Linked DNA regions of Gossypium hirsutum: all the other regions are linked to region 1. Evidence: chromatin contacts called from public Hi-C data. All regions are on one chromosome and are shown on one strand. Each heading gives the region's core, a stretch centred on a gene start, on an enhancer-like site or on the middle of the called end of the contact. The rest is flanking DNA. Distances are from core to core; before and after follow the strand shown.

Region 1 (2,854 bases), core at 279-2,778:
TCCTTTTCTTTTTTACTAAGGTTTCTGTTTGCATTATCATTATATTTAAGCATCAGTAGTTGCCTTTGATTTGAGTTTGCCTCAAAGACAAGAAAAATAATAAGAGAGTTACAGGTATTCTCTTCATACCCTTATCTGAAAATCGCAAAATACAGATGCTTTATAGAAAATGAATAGTTTGGATCAAGTAACATGGTATAACAAAGGTGAAGAGTTCGGTTGATAATTTAAAACACATCCAACAGTGCACTATGTTTCCATATACATTTGAGATATTACGACCAAAAACTGAGAACAGTAACCTTTTACAACAAAAAGTATAAGAACAAGCAAATCTCCATACGAAGAATTCTGTAGCATGTTGGATGGTTGTCCATCAGTATTCAACTACGGGACAAGCGAAAGAGCTTCTTGATCATGGCCATTGTGCTGATAGGATTCCTATAAATAACAGGAACTTGCCTTGGACCCAACTTAGTACTTCCAGGGTATCTAGAGGTGAGTGTTACCTTGTTCTCCAACACATTTACCAAAACAGAATCTGTATCTGCTAAGAAACAATATAATTAAGATTTGGGTTAATGCAGGAATCTGGATTAAGACCATAAATCCTGGTTTCTAGCTAGATCTCATGCAACTCTCACCGTCAGAAAATTTGTTAAAGCAAGTTCTACTAGGATCGAGCAAGCAATTATTATAATAATTGTGGGCATTGATCTGAAACAGTGCACACCAGATTAGAGACTGAAACTATACATTCATGCAGTGCTTCCCAAAAAACTCTCACCGCTAACCGGCCACTGGCCATCCCCTTATCACCCCCAATGTTCTCTGAAAATTTCATTGTATGAAGCATGTATAAATCCTGGCCACAGTTTTAAAGTAATGAAGAAAACGTACCATTCATTCTTGAGATTATGTCTGCTATTCTCATTTGACACTCTGCACATCTAATATCTGCTGAGTAAACAACTTCGTGGACCTGCTCTCAGCAAATAGAAAAATACTTACCACCAAAAACTGTTAAAGATCAGTTCATTCAACATACAAATGAGAGAATAGGAGAACTAACGAGAGGCATGGATAAGGATTCGACAGAGGCAAGACTACTTCCAGGAAGTAAAAAGCTCCTTGGGTTGTTGAATTCAATTCTTCTGGCGTCTTTCTTAGGCACCTGACTAGGGAGAACCATAGCTTCTTTTATCTGTTAAAGGACTTCATACATAAGGAGGAGGTTCCAGGGGTCAATCTCGAGTTCAAATCACTGCAACAACAGCCTCCTGTTGCAACTGAGCTACTTAAAGAACAAGCCCATTTTTTGAGGATAAAGAAAGAGCATCTTAAGCTGTTAAACAAGGAAATGAGAAAAGGGTCCTTTTCATGCCTAGTTGAAAGATGCTCAAGTCACAGAGGGCGCCCCCACATCCTACTTTTTGAGGGTTTTTTTTTCTTGGGGATGAAAATTTGTCATCAATAATAATTACTTTTAAAAGAAGTTGCTTACGGGACCAATCTCAAATCCATGTCCAACTTTTTAGTTCATTTAATCCATCATGTCATAGTTATATTGGGTACGGTCCTCTGTAAAGAAACCATGGAGGAGATATGCTGTAGAATAAGACAAGGAACTCTCAAAAATTTAGGACGATGCCAGCAAATTTAAAGAAAAGGAATCGCACTTGTCTTGTCAGGTAAATTTCATTTACTTAAAAGGAAAAAATGGATGGTTCCTGCTTGCAAGTTCACGCAGCGGTTTCCAATGTCTCGATTACAAGTTTATCGATCTTGTTTAACCACAATTAACACAAGAATTTGTTATTTTATATTTGCTGCACAATAAACCTGTTAAAAAAAAGGGTAAACTTTTAACTATTTTTATTGGACCAAAGTAGAAAGTGATGAATGTGACATGGCGTAACATGTATTGAACTCAGTTGTTATAAAGGGGTTTAAGCTGCAAATTCTGCCGAGTATCCCTGCATTGTGCTATGAAGAGCTCACAGTTGAAAAATTGAATATTTTTATTTCCAAAAACAATAAATAGAATACAAAACAAGCAGAGATCCTAATGGAAACATCCTAGACAAACGAGGCTTAGTAAGTTAGAGATCTACCAGGTTATTATAATGCATCCAAAACTGTAGCCTGAAATTTGCAAGACTCTAAGTTAGAGCCCCATAGGCTGAAAGTTGCATACAAGAAAAAAAGAGGGAGATGGATGCCCCAATGCCAGACTTCCGAAAATAACACTTCCAAACAAAACAGAAAGCAACAACTCCAATCACCTAGTCATTACCAAGCTTGTTAGCTGCGGTACTACTGAAGAACTGAATAACGGATCACCTATGTTCTTGCAGTTCTCATTATCGACTTTTAAGGATGCAGGAATCAAAAATCGTTCACAAGCAACTGACTGTGCAGTGCTTTTGATGAGGTTTCGACTGCAATTCAGCTTCCGTACACAGGTCGAAGTCACACGTTTTCTCTTCCTAGATGACTTCCACTTCAACTGAGAAAGCCGATCATCCTTTGAAAGATCTGGAACAACACTCGCATCTTGTGCCCTCTCATTTCCTGGTTCAACAGCAGAACCTTTACACTCAGTGGCTTCTTTACCACACTGTCCACTCTCACAAATGGTGTTTTTGTCGGTATTGAAATTATAGGATCTGCTTACGTCTTGCTTTCCGGCCCAGAGTATGGTACTCACAAGATCATGCCTTTCCTTCAAATTTATCCACCGATTTCCTAGCCATTCCTGAGATTGTCTTATATCACCGATACCAAAGACTGATTCCCGCTTTTCTCCTGCAAATGCAATTGTCAGATCTGGAAAGAAAAACAACAATATATA
Region 2 (2,991 bases), core at 180-2,679, 130 kb after region 1:
CATATCCTTTGCTTCTTTTCAGTGCTTAGAGTTCCGAGGTGTGAGTCGAAAACGCCAGAGAACAAACTTAAGGAGATGAAGCAATGACAGTATCATAATCCAATTGGAAAGGGGCAGTGAAGTTAAAATTAAAGTTGGGGGTTATATTACAAATATTTTAATCATATATTAATTTCTCCATGTAATGACAGTGCCGTATATCTAATTTACGAGGCAAACAAGAGTGGGATCCCAAGATACTGGATTTAACTTCATTTTCCAGTGCTTTTCCCCCTACAATCTCTTAATCTTCTTACAAGATTCACCATGTTGTTCCCAATTCTCGATTATCATAAAATTAAAATGCTTGTTATCTTTATTCTAACGGATTATATAGTTAAGTATAGATGCAAAATGTCTAATATTTGAAAGACATACTAAATAATTAGAAAGAGAAAAAGCGTCCATTCATCCTTCATAAACCCATGCCCATGCCCTTGAAAAGACAAAATAGAATCAGATTACAGTGATAATGTGGACATACTTGGGGTACGTAATGACATGATTTAAGGGTCACGAGCCCTTATCGGTTACTACAATACCAATTTTTCTTCTTGCATCCTTACTCATTTGTCATCAAAGTACAATAACAAGAACAATATCAATGAATTTGTTGATTCAAGAAATTGGGACCACCTCCTTATAATTTAATCTTCCCAATATTTTTCTTGAGGATAACTTCTTCTAGGACTGAAATGATGCCTATTTTTCAATGGACATTTTAATATATAAATGCTTGAATTGTTTGACCCTTATGCTTAAGAAAACACTGCCACCGACTTCATAATCTTTATTAAAATAAAATTTAAGTTTAGCATATTAGCTATGGATAACTAATATACAAGCAAGAAAGCAGGGGTTTTTAACCCTCCTAACTTGTGGTTGTTTTAATTGTAAATTAGATGAAGATGTTTCTTCATCCTCATTTAATATTAGTAAATAGGTTTCAACAGCAAGATTCCTATCTATGAATACCTGATTTATGAGCGTAGAAGAAAAGGTGTTTCCTTTCCCCCTTCTTTTTATAAAATATATTTGATCTCTCAGGAACTGAACAAACTTGAAAGCCCATCTATGACCATGGATTGCATTGGATTCTAGCTACTCCAACTCTATCACCATTTCTCTACTAATTGTAACATATCATGATTTTGCTTGGGGGTGTTACTGAGACCAGTAAAGCAGAATATAACAAAGATATCTCCATGTCTTCATTTGATGAATCTACGACATTATCAACCAAAGTCGTTGATAGAAATGGGACCACTCTTGGTTGAAAAAAGATTTTATGATCAAAACAGGGAGAGGCATCTGGTCCACAGACCATCATCATCACGTGTCTAAGACCACCCTATTCATGCATCAAACGACTGCCACTTCTTTCATTCAGTGACTCCTATTCCTATGTAGTCCTTTTTAACACTCTTTGCTCCTCACTCTTCTCTTTGCTCTCTGCTTTGTTTGAGTAATGTTCTCTCCAACTTACCTACTTTCTTCGAGTTCCCTCTACGTTCTTCTGGTTTTATTATCATGTTTCTATGGAGGGTTTTCATCTGCCCCCACTAAGATTGGAAAAGGGTACCGTTTGATCTCAGCTGAAGAGACCCCTGATGGTGGCTTTCTGGGTCACCTTCAGGTCAAGCAAAAGAACAACATATATGGTCCTGATATTCCTCTCTTGCAACTCTATGTCAAGTAAGTTACCAGTCTAGTTTTACTCTTAATCTTTGCCTCTTTTGCATTTACATTCCTCTTAATAAAAAATTTCTTCCTTTTTTTTCCCTTCTTCTAAAGGCATGAGACGGAAGATCGTTTGAGGGTACACATAACAGATGCTGAGAAGCAGAGATGGGAAGTTCCGTACAATCTTTTACCAAGGGAACAACCACCCGCATTGAAGCAAACGATTGGGAGATCAAGAAAGAACCCTTTAACAGTGTCGGAGCTTGCAGGGTCTGAGCTCATATTCAGCTTCATAGCCGACCCTTTTAGCTTTGCGGTGAAAAGGAAATCAAATGGGCAGACCCTTTTCAATTCCAGCTCTGGAGGGTCGGACTCATTCGGAGAAATGGTGTTTAAGGATCAGTACTTGGAGATATCCACACAGTTGCCTAAAGATGCTTCACTGTATGGACTTGGAGAGAACACTCAACCGCATGGCATCAAGCTGTATCCCAATGACCCTTACACATTGTACACAACCGATGTGTCAGCTATTAACCTCAACACTGATTTGTACGGATCCCACCCTGTTTACATGGACTTGAGGAATGTGGGTGGTCAGCCATTTGCACATGCTGTTCTCTTGTTGAACAGCAATGGCATGGATGTGTTTTACAGAGGGAATTCATTGACGTATAAGATAATAGGTGGTGTTTTTGACTTTTACTTCTTTTCCGGGCCCACTCCCCTTGGCTTTGTTGATCAGTACACCTCTTTTATCGGCAGGCCCGCTCCCATGCCTTACTGGTCTCTAGGTATGCTTTCGTTTTCTCACTTGCATTGCATTACGTTTAACGTTTTCATATTTTGTTCAAGTATTTGTTTATGTTCTTCACTGTGGATATTATGTTGGGTTTAACACAAAAAGGTCTCAAGCTAAATCTAATGGCATTGACTCAAAAACAATCTTTTATGATATGACCAATATTTCCTTTTTTATATGGGAAAGGTTAGATTTTGATGATAAATGTAGCATTAAATAAATCCATAATTTTGAATCATAATACGGCAATATGTGGGTGTAAGACAACACGACAGATTTTAAACGTAATGAGGAGGGACGATTAAGAGATGTAGGGAAACTTGGGCCACTTGATTCATCTGTTGGCTAATGTAGATTAATCAGGTTGGGCGAAGGTAGAAAATATTGTTAAAGGTTTTGAAATTAAATTGTAATTTTTAATAATTTATATTTTTATAAATTTTAAAAGATTAAATTAAATTTTTATT
Region 3 (2,940 bases), core at 387-2,886, 160 kb after region 1:
TTTGTTCACTAGGAATTTTTCCTCCATAAGGTTGTTTTATCTCAGTAAAGTTTTATTAAGACACATAATCTACCAATAGATGTCAAAGGAGAAGTGTTATAAATATTTTATTATTAAGTGGATGTGCATTAAGATCAATATAAATTTGATGCAATTTAGAACTCGAATATTAATCATAAATAAAGTTTTATTTCATCTATACTTGTATCTATAAATATAGAGTTTAAAGAAGCATAGTGCACACTATGTTAATCAATAAAATACGTTTTATTTGGCTCTCCTAATTTTTTGTTCTTTTACTCTTTATTTCATAACAAGTTAATAACTATTAACTATACATCCGAAAAGAAAAAGATATAAGCAAAAATATAATAATATATATATGAGAAGGGATTGTTTGAAACTGTGATTTTTCTTAAGGGATAGGGATGATGTGGAATCACAGTTTCATACAATATCTCTTTGTATATATACACTAGAATTTAAGCACAAAATGAATATAAATATCATATTTATAAAAAAAATTATGCACAATATACAGTAAATACCACATTTATGTTGATTTTAAAATTTTAGAGTCGGAAATTTTACAATTACATAAAGGCATGATGATTAGTTGGATATGTAATTGAATGGTTTTCTATATAGTGGTTATGATGAGTTATGGTGTTTTAAATCGCATCCAATCAAAATCATTTTAATTGTGTAAATAAATGAAGAATATTTTATTGAATTTACGGTGTTTGTAATTGCTGCAGTTAAATGTTTATATAAAAATAAATGCATTGTTAAATGGTGTTGGATTTTTTGCACTTTACGTTATATGGTTGCATTGCCATGTCTGGGTAGCTGTCGTTTAATTTCACTTAACTATACAAAACGTGTTGTCTTAATCCTTGTAACTTTTAACGTGTTTCATTTTGTCCAAACATAAAATCGAGTTTAAATATTTTATTTTTTATGTGAGCCAAAATATAATTATGCATGAGAATAAATTGGAGGTACTATGATTGGTCAAATTCATAATTTACATATTGATGAGGTTATTTAAGATCACGCTTTGCACCTATGGGCTGTTTATTATTTTCAAACAGAATCATTTAAGAATAAAAATAAAATAGCAGAAAAATACGGAGATTTCCCCTAAAAATCTTCTCAAGTGATAATAAGGGGAATCCTAGACCGTAGAAGAAATGAAACCCCGTCACTTCCTCAGTGGTTATATCGTAATTTGGTAGAGTCCTAGACCCAAATGTTACGCGAATCCTGTTGTAAACGCCAAAAAAACTCCTTCACCAATACGTTGCCGAATCGCGGCGCTTCGTCCATACCAAAATACAGATGCGGACATCAGAAGCTCTATCCCCACTCTCTCACTTAAGGCGTGTGTTCAACTCGCCGTCAACTGGACCAATCCGTGATGGTCGATGCGAGCGTGGATACACAATAACGAGTGCCAAGTGTTAGTTAAAAACCCCGTGCCAGGTGAAACATGATACGCATGAGATGGTAAGATTGGTCATGCATGATGATACGATATGCATGACAGCTCATATTGATTTTTTATTTCCATAAATAAATTCAATTTAACTTTTTCTTTTAATTAATTTAATAATATATTTATTCACATATATAGTTCGCTTTAATGCCGGTGGTAAAAGGTGAATGGCCTTAGGGAAAGAAGAAGAAAAACAGAGCAGAAGAAAAAGAGAAAGCGACGTCAAGATTTGAATAAAAATAGTAGAAAATCCAGAGTCAGTCCATACCCACTAGAGAGAGAAGGTAATGGTAACTAATAAATATTAATTTTCCTGAATTTTTAGGGAAATGGAATTGGTTTTTTGGGTTTTTTATTATTTTATTTAATTGTTGATATTTTTAAATAATTTTTTTATGATGTTTTTGCTTCCATTGAGATTTGTGTCTCTCTGTTAACCTCGTTGGTCGGTCTTATTTTTTACACTGTTTTTCACGGTGGTGGTGTGGTCTATATTACTGTTCGAAACAAAGCGATAAGAGGCTATTTTTGCTGGGTTTTTGTTAGGGGTATAGTGTTTGAGAGAGAAAAATCAGAGCCATAGATTTCTAATCCTTTCTCTCTTTTCCTCTTTTCTTTTTTCCGCTAGATCTAGCAGTATCTAAGTCGATTTTCTTTTCTTCTCGTTTTGGGTTCTCTGGAAAAGGCAAAACGGCAGAGAGGAGGCTTTGTTGAGCGTTGTTTTCGGTTGCGCTTTGGAAGAGCTAAGGGAGGTTGATTAGTGAATTTATGTCGGCTGAGTTTGATTTGGCTTTGATTGGGGCTCAGTTGCAGCTCTGTTTTTCATCTTCTACAACAACTGTCTGTGCTCGCTTGTTCATCACCGCTTTGTTGGCTGTTTCTTGCATGATTCTCTGCTTCTATAGGCAGAGACTGAATATCGTGTTCTCGACTGTTTCGATGCGTTTGAGACCCAAAAAGTATGGCAACAGATAAACCCCCTGTTTTAGTTTTTTATATGAATCTGTCTTTTGTTGTGCTTTCTTTTGGGTATTTTCAGTGTTTTGATGTCGGATTGCTTTGTTTTTGGTTTGCAGGAGTTGTTCTGGAGTTGAGTCCTTTGGAGGTTTTCACATAAAACAACGATTTTTCTATCTTTTCTTGTTTTTAAGAGGGGCTCATACTTGATACAGCTTTCATAGTTTTCGACTTTGTCACCCTTTTTTGTCATTCGATTTTGTTTAAATAGTTGTCTACAGTTTTTCCGGGTATTTTGAGGGGGGGTTTAGTTGAGTTTTACCCAGTTTTGCTTCCAAAAATGTTAGAGTATCGAAAACAAACCATGAATCTGAGTAAGTCCTGCAAAAAGCCTAAAAAACCCCAATCAACGATGAGTGAAGAAGAAACCCAAATGACTAGGAAAGTTCGAGTCATCTTCCATGATCCATATGCAACCGATTCAT
Region 4 (3,048 bases), core at 201-2,700, 200 kb after region 1:
TTAATTAAATTAATTGATTATATTATATTTTTAAATGTAATTATAAAAAGTAAATATGGTTAAAGGATAAATATATAAAAATTAGTTTAAACTATTAAAATCTAATACTAATAACTATAGGTTAAAACGTACCAATATCCTGAAACTTCAATTAGAATAGAACACAAATTATATAATACTGGTTTAAAACTGAAACATATCGATCGATATAAAAATGATACCGAAAATCATGTTGCCAGCATAAATTCTATCATGTCAGTTAACTTTAACTAAACCAAAGAATTAAATCTTCTTCTAAGGTATCTTTATTTTTACATATAGTTTTAGAAAGATCACCATCAATGGTCGTACCACTAGGCATGTTAAGTGGACGATGGTGGGTATGTCCTTAAAAAAGCTATAATTTGACTCACTTTTTCTCCATTATTTCTTGGTCAAGATTTTTACAAGAGACCGTCAAAACTCAATTTAAATAAACAAAATAGATGATAGCAAATCTACAAAGAGTCCATTCGTTCGTGTGAAACTTTGATTTAGGGTTTTGGAAAACAAATAGAGTCAGGCAGAAATGCACTTGTATAAAAGCTGCTATGCATGTACATGTTATCGTCATCCAGGAGACAAAATTCTTGAATTGATCAGTCAGGAGCAAAGCTTAAAGGATCATGTTGGAACACGTATACGGGGAGGATTAGCGAATCAATTCTTTCATCTTAATCATATATTTTATTATTATAGTAGTGGTACTGGAAACATGGAAAATAATTAAAAAATCCCAAAGATTAAAGATTTGCTTCCCTTTTAACATTGTTGCTATTTACCGAAAGCTAACATACTATAATTAGGAGGCTGAGGCTTTAACAACTTTACATTTAATAATTGAATATCAATATACTCAGTATGTGGTTATGTTGAGAGTCAAATATACACCTTATTCCTCTCTTTTACTTTGGGTTGGGAGGATTTCATAGTTCTATCCTAATCTTCCTCTCCTCTTTTTGGATGGTATATAATTTATTTTGATTATTATTGAGTGATATAATTAATTTTTATATTCCCGAAAACAAATGTGTAAAAAGTATTTTTGTTTGTCCAAAATTTATTAGCTAGTTTCATATTTAAAACATATAAAAATTTAATTTATATATTTTTTGAATATGTGATCACTCAAAGGACTTGTTATTATATTTTTACAAAAATGAAACATACAATCATATCCATCGATAATAATAAAGGCAAAGGTATTAGATTGGAATCATAACAGACAGATTTAAATAACTCTAACTACAAATTAGAAAGCACAAATAGAACATAGTCTAATTAGATTAAACAACACATAATAGGATTAATCAATATAAAACGATTTATGCAATATGTGCCAATATCTCATTAGTTATCACAGAAGAATCCTACTTATAAAAAATCATAATCTTAGTTGAAGATTAGAACCATTTGAGTTAAATAACATAGGGGATGGATCGAAGTCATTTTCTAAGGTGTCTAGACATTTCTCTCCTCCAAAGTTCCCTTCCCCACTCTTTAAATACATCCACCACTCACCACCCAGCTTTTCCAATCTAAGTTTCCTCTCTCACCTGAGATCCAATCCAACTTAACCAAGTTGGAAACTTAAGAGAGAGAAACAGCTAGCAATGGTGGGTTCCTCTTTCCTCCCCTAATTTTCTCTCCTTTTTTTTTTTTTTTATGTTCTCCTCCTCTCTTTCACTCCTCCCCCTGGCTTAATTTGCTTTGTTCAAGCTAACATACAAGAAAGCTGTGTATTGCTTTCTTATTTTTCTAATAACGCTTCGTTTTTATTTGAGTTTTGGCCGCAGGAACATGGGGTGAACCTACAGGATACCAGATGGGAAGGCTATGCTGATTGGAGGAATCGACCTGCTCTCAAGGGTAGACATGGTGGCATTTTTGCAGCCTCCTTTGTCTTGGGTAATTTAGCTTAGTTACCTATGAAAGAACCAGCCTGAAAGGGACTACTTATATAATATATATTTATTATCTTTCATTGATATGGTATAATGATAATTTTTGTGTGTCGTCAGTTGTGGAAGTGCTGGAGAACCTGGCGTACTTGGCAAATGCCAGCAACCTAGTGATGTATTTGTCCAAGTACATGCACTTATCTCCATCTAAATCGGCAAACAATGTCACCAATTTCATGGGGACTGCCTTTCTTCTAGCTCTGCTTGGAGGTTTCTTATCTGATGCTTTCTTCACCACTTATCACATCTACTTGATAAGCGCATTCACCGAGTTTCTGGTACTAACTCTCTCCTGCTTCTTCTTCTCTCTATATGCATAACCATTTCTATTGTCGTTTTTGAATTTCATCGATGATTCTTCTTTTTTCCTTTTTTTTTTCTTTTCTTTTGAGAAAGCAAGTTAGAGGCCTTTTGCATGAAAGATGAGCACTTTAGAAAGAAAAAAGACAATGACCAAAAATCTTAGTGTGCAAAGCATTAAAGTTTGGGGGCCGTCATAGGCGCAAAGCAACCCTAAGACTTTGGTATATAGATCCAAGGAACACCGTCTGTTTAGGTACATCTATCGAGGCATTATTGATGAATGCTCATAAATTTCAATCTCTCTATCAGATTCCACATATATATAATTCAAAACAAAACATGAAAAAGAGAAAAAGTAAAAGGGTCTCTTTCAAATTTCAATCTTTCATCACATGAGAAAACTTGCAACAACATTTAGCTTTTGAGATTCTTTCACCTCAAATTTTATTTGATGTCCAATTAAATTGTGAAAAGGCACATTTTAAAGATAAATTTAGACGTGGAGGGGAAGGAGAAACGTCGGGTCCATTGGATAGTCATGAAAATTGAAACGTATCCAATCAAAGGCAACACCTTTGGTGATGGGGCTATAGGGAGGAGGTGGCGGGGACCTTTTTATAATATTTGTGTCGCTATTTACGACATGAGAAACTTCCTTTTTCTATATTTATCTTGTCTTATTGCTTTGAAATATTGTCTCTGTTAGAAAGCACGCCCATGATATGATAAGCCTACATGACAGATG

Evidence for each region. Hi-C and Micro-C count contacts between places; a contact is called where the count stands out from the background.
Region 2: a Hi-C map of leaf shows a contact between it and region 1, with 6 times the contacts expected there. The contact joins the promoter of LOC107946426 here to the promoter of LOC107946430 in region 1. A contact is called at or near these places in 15 of 34 Hi-C or Micro-C datasets (anther, callus, fibers and 4 more).
Region 3: a contact with region 1 is called in a Hi-C map of leaf, with 2.2 times the contacts expected there. The contact joins the promoter of LOC107946425 here to the promoter of LOC107946430 in region 1. A contact is called at or near these places in 6 of 34 Hi-C or Micro-C datasets (callus, hypocotyl and leaf).
Region 4: a contact with region 1 is called in a Hi-C map of leaf, with 5 times the contacts expected there. The contact joins the promoter of LOC107946422 here to the promoter of LOC107946430 in region 1. A contact is called at or near these places in 2 of 34 Hi-C or Micro-C datasets (both in leaf).

Annotation. Positions count from the first base shown.
Region 1 is chrD12:51,247,098-51,249,951 of Gossypium_hirsutum_v2.1, reverse strand. It overlaps LOC107946430, which reads right to left and starts at 1,528. Exons shown (of 3, transcript XM_016880755.2): 1 at 1,073-1,528; 2 at 901-982; 3 at 199-550. The coding sequence starts at 1,192. The coding sequence ends at 384. It overlaps LOC107946429, which reads right to left. Exons shown (of 6, transcript XM_016880752.2): 6 at 2,004-2,808. The coding sequence ends at 2,282.
Region 2 is chrD12:51,113,644-51,116,634 of Gossypium_hirsutum_v2.1, reverse strand. LOC107946426 (alpha-xylosidase 1) reads left to right here and starts at 1,429. Exons shown (of 3, transcript XM_016880747.2): 1 at 1,429-1,734; 2 at 1,834-2,516. The coding sequence starts at 1,508.
Region 3 is chrD12:51,086,725-51,089,664 of Gossypium_hirsutum_v2.1, reverse strand. It overlaps LOC107946425 (ethylene-responsive transcription factor ERF119), which reads left to right and starts at 1,636. Exons shown (of 3, transcript XM_041107024.1): 1 at 1,636-1,782; 2 at 2,184-2,457; 3 at 2,575-2,940. The coding sequence starts at 2,796.
Region 4 is chrD12:51,043,846-51,046,893 of Gossypium_hirsutum_v2.1, reverse strand. LOC107946422 (protein NRT1/ PTR FAMILY 4.6) reads left to right here and starts at 1,450. Exons shown (of 5, transcript XM_016880740.2): 1 at 1,450-1,655; 2 at 1,836-1,947; 3 at 2,061-2,278. The coding sequence starts at 1,653.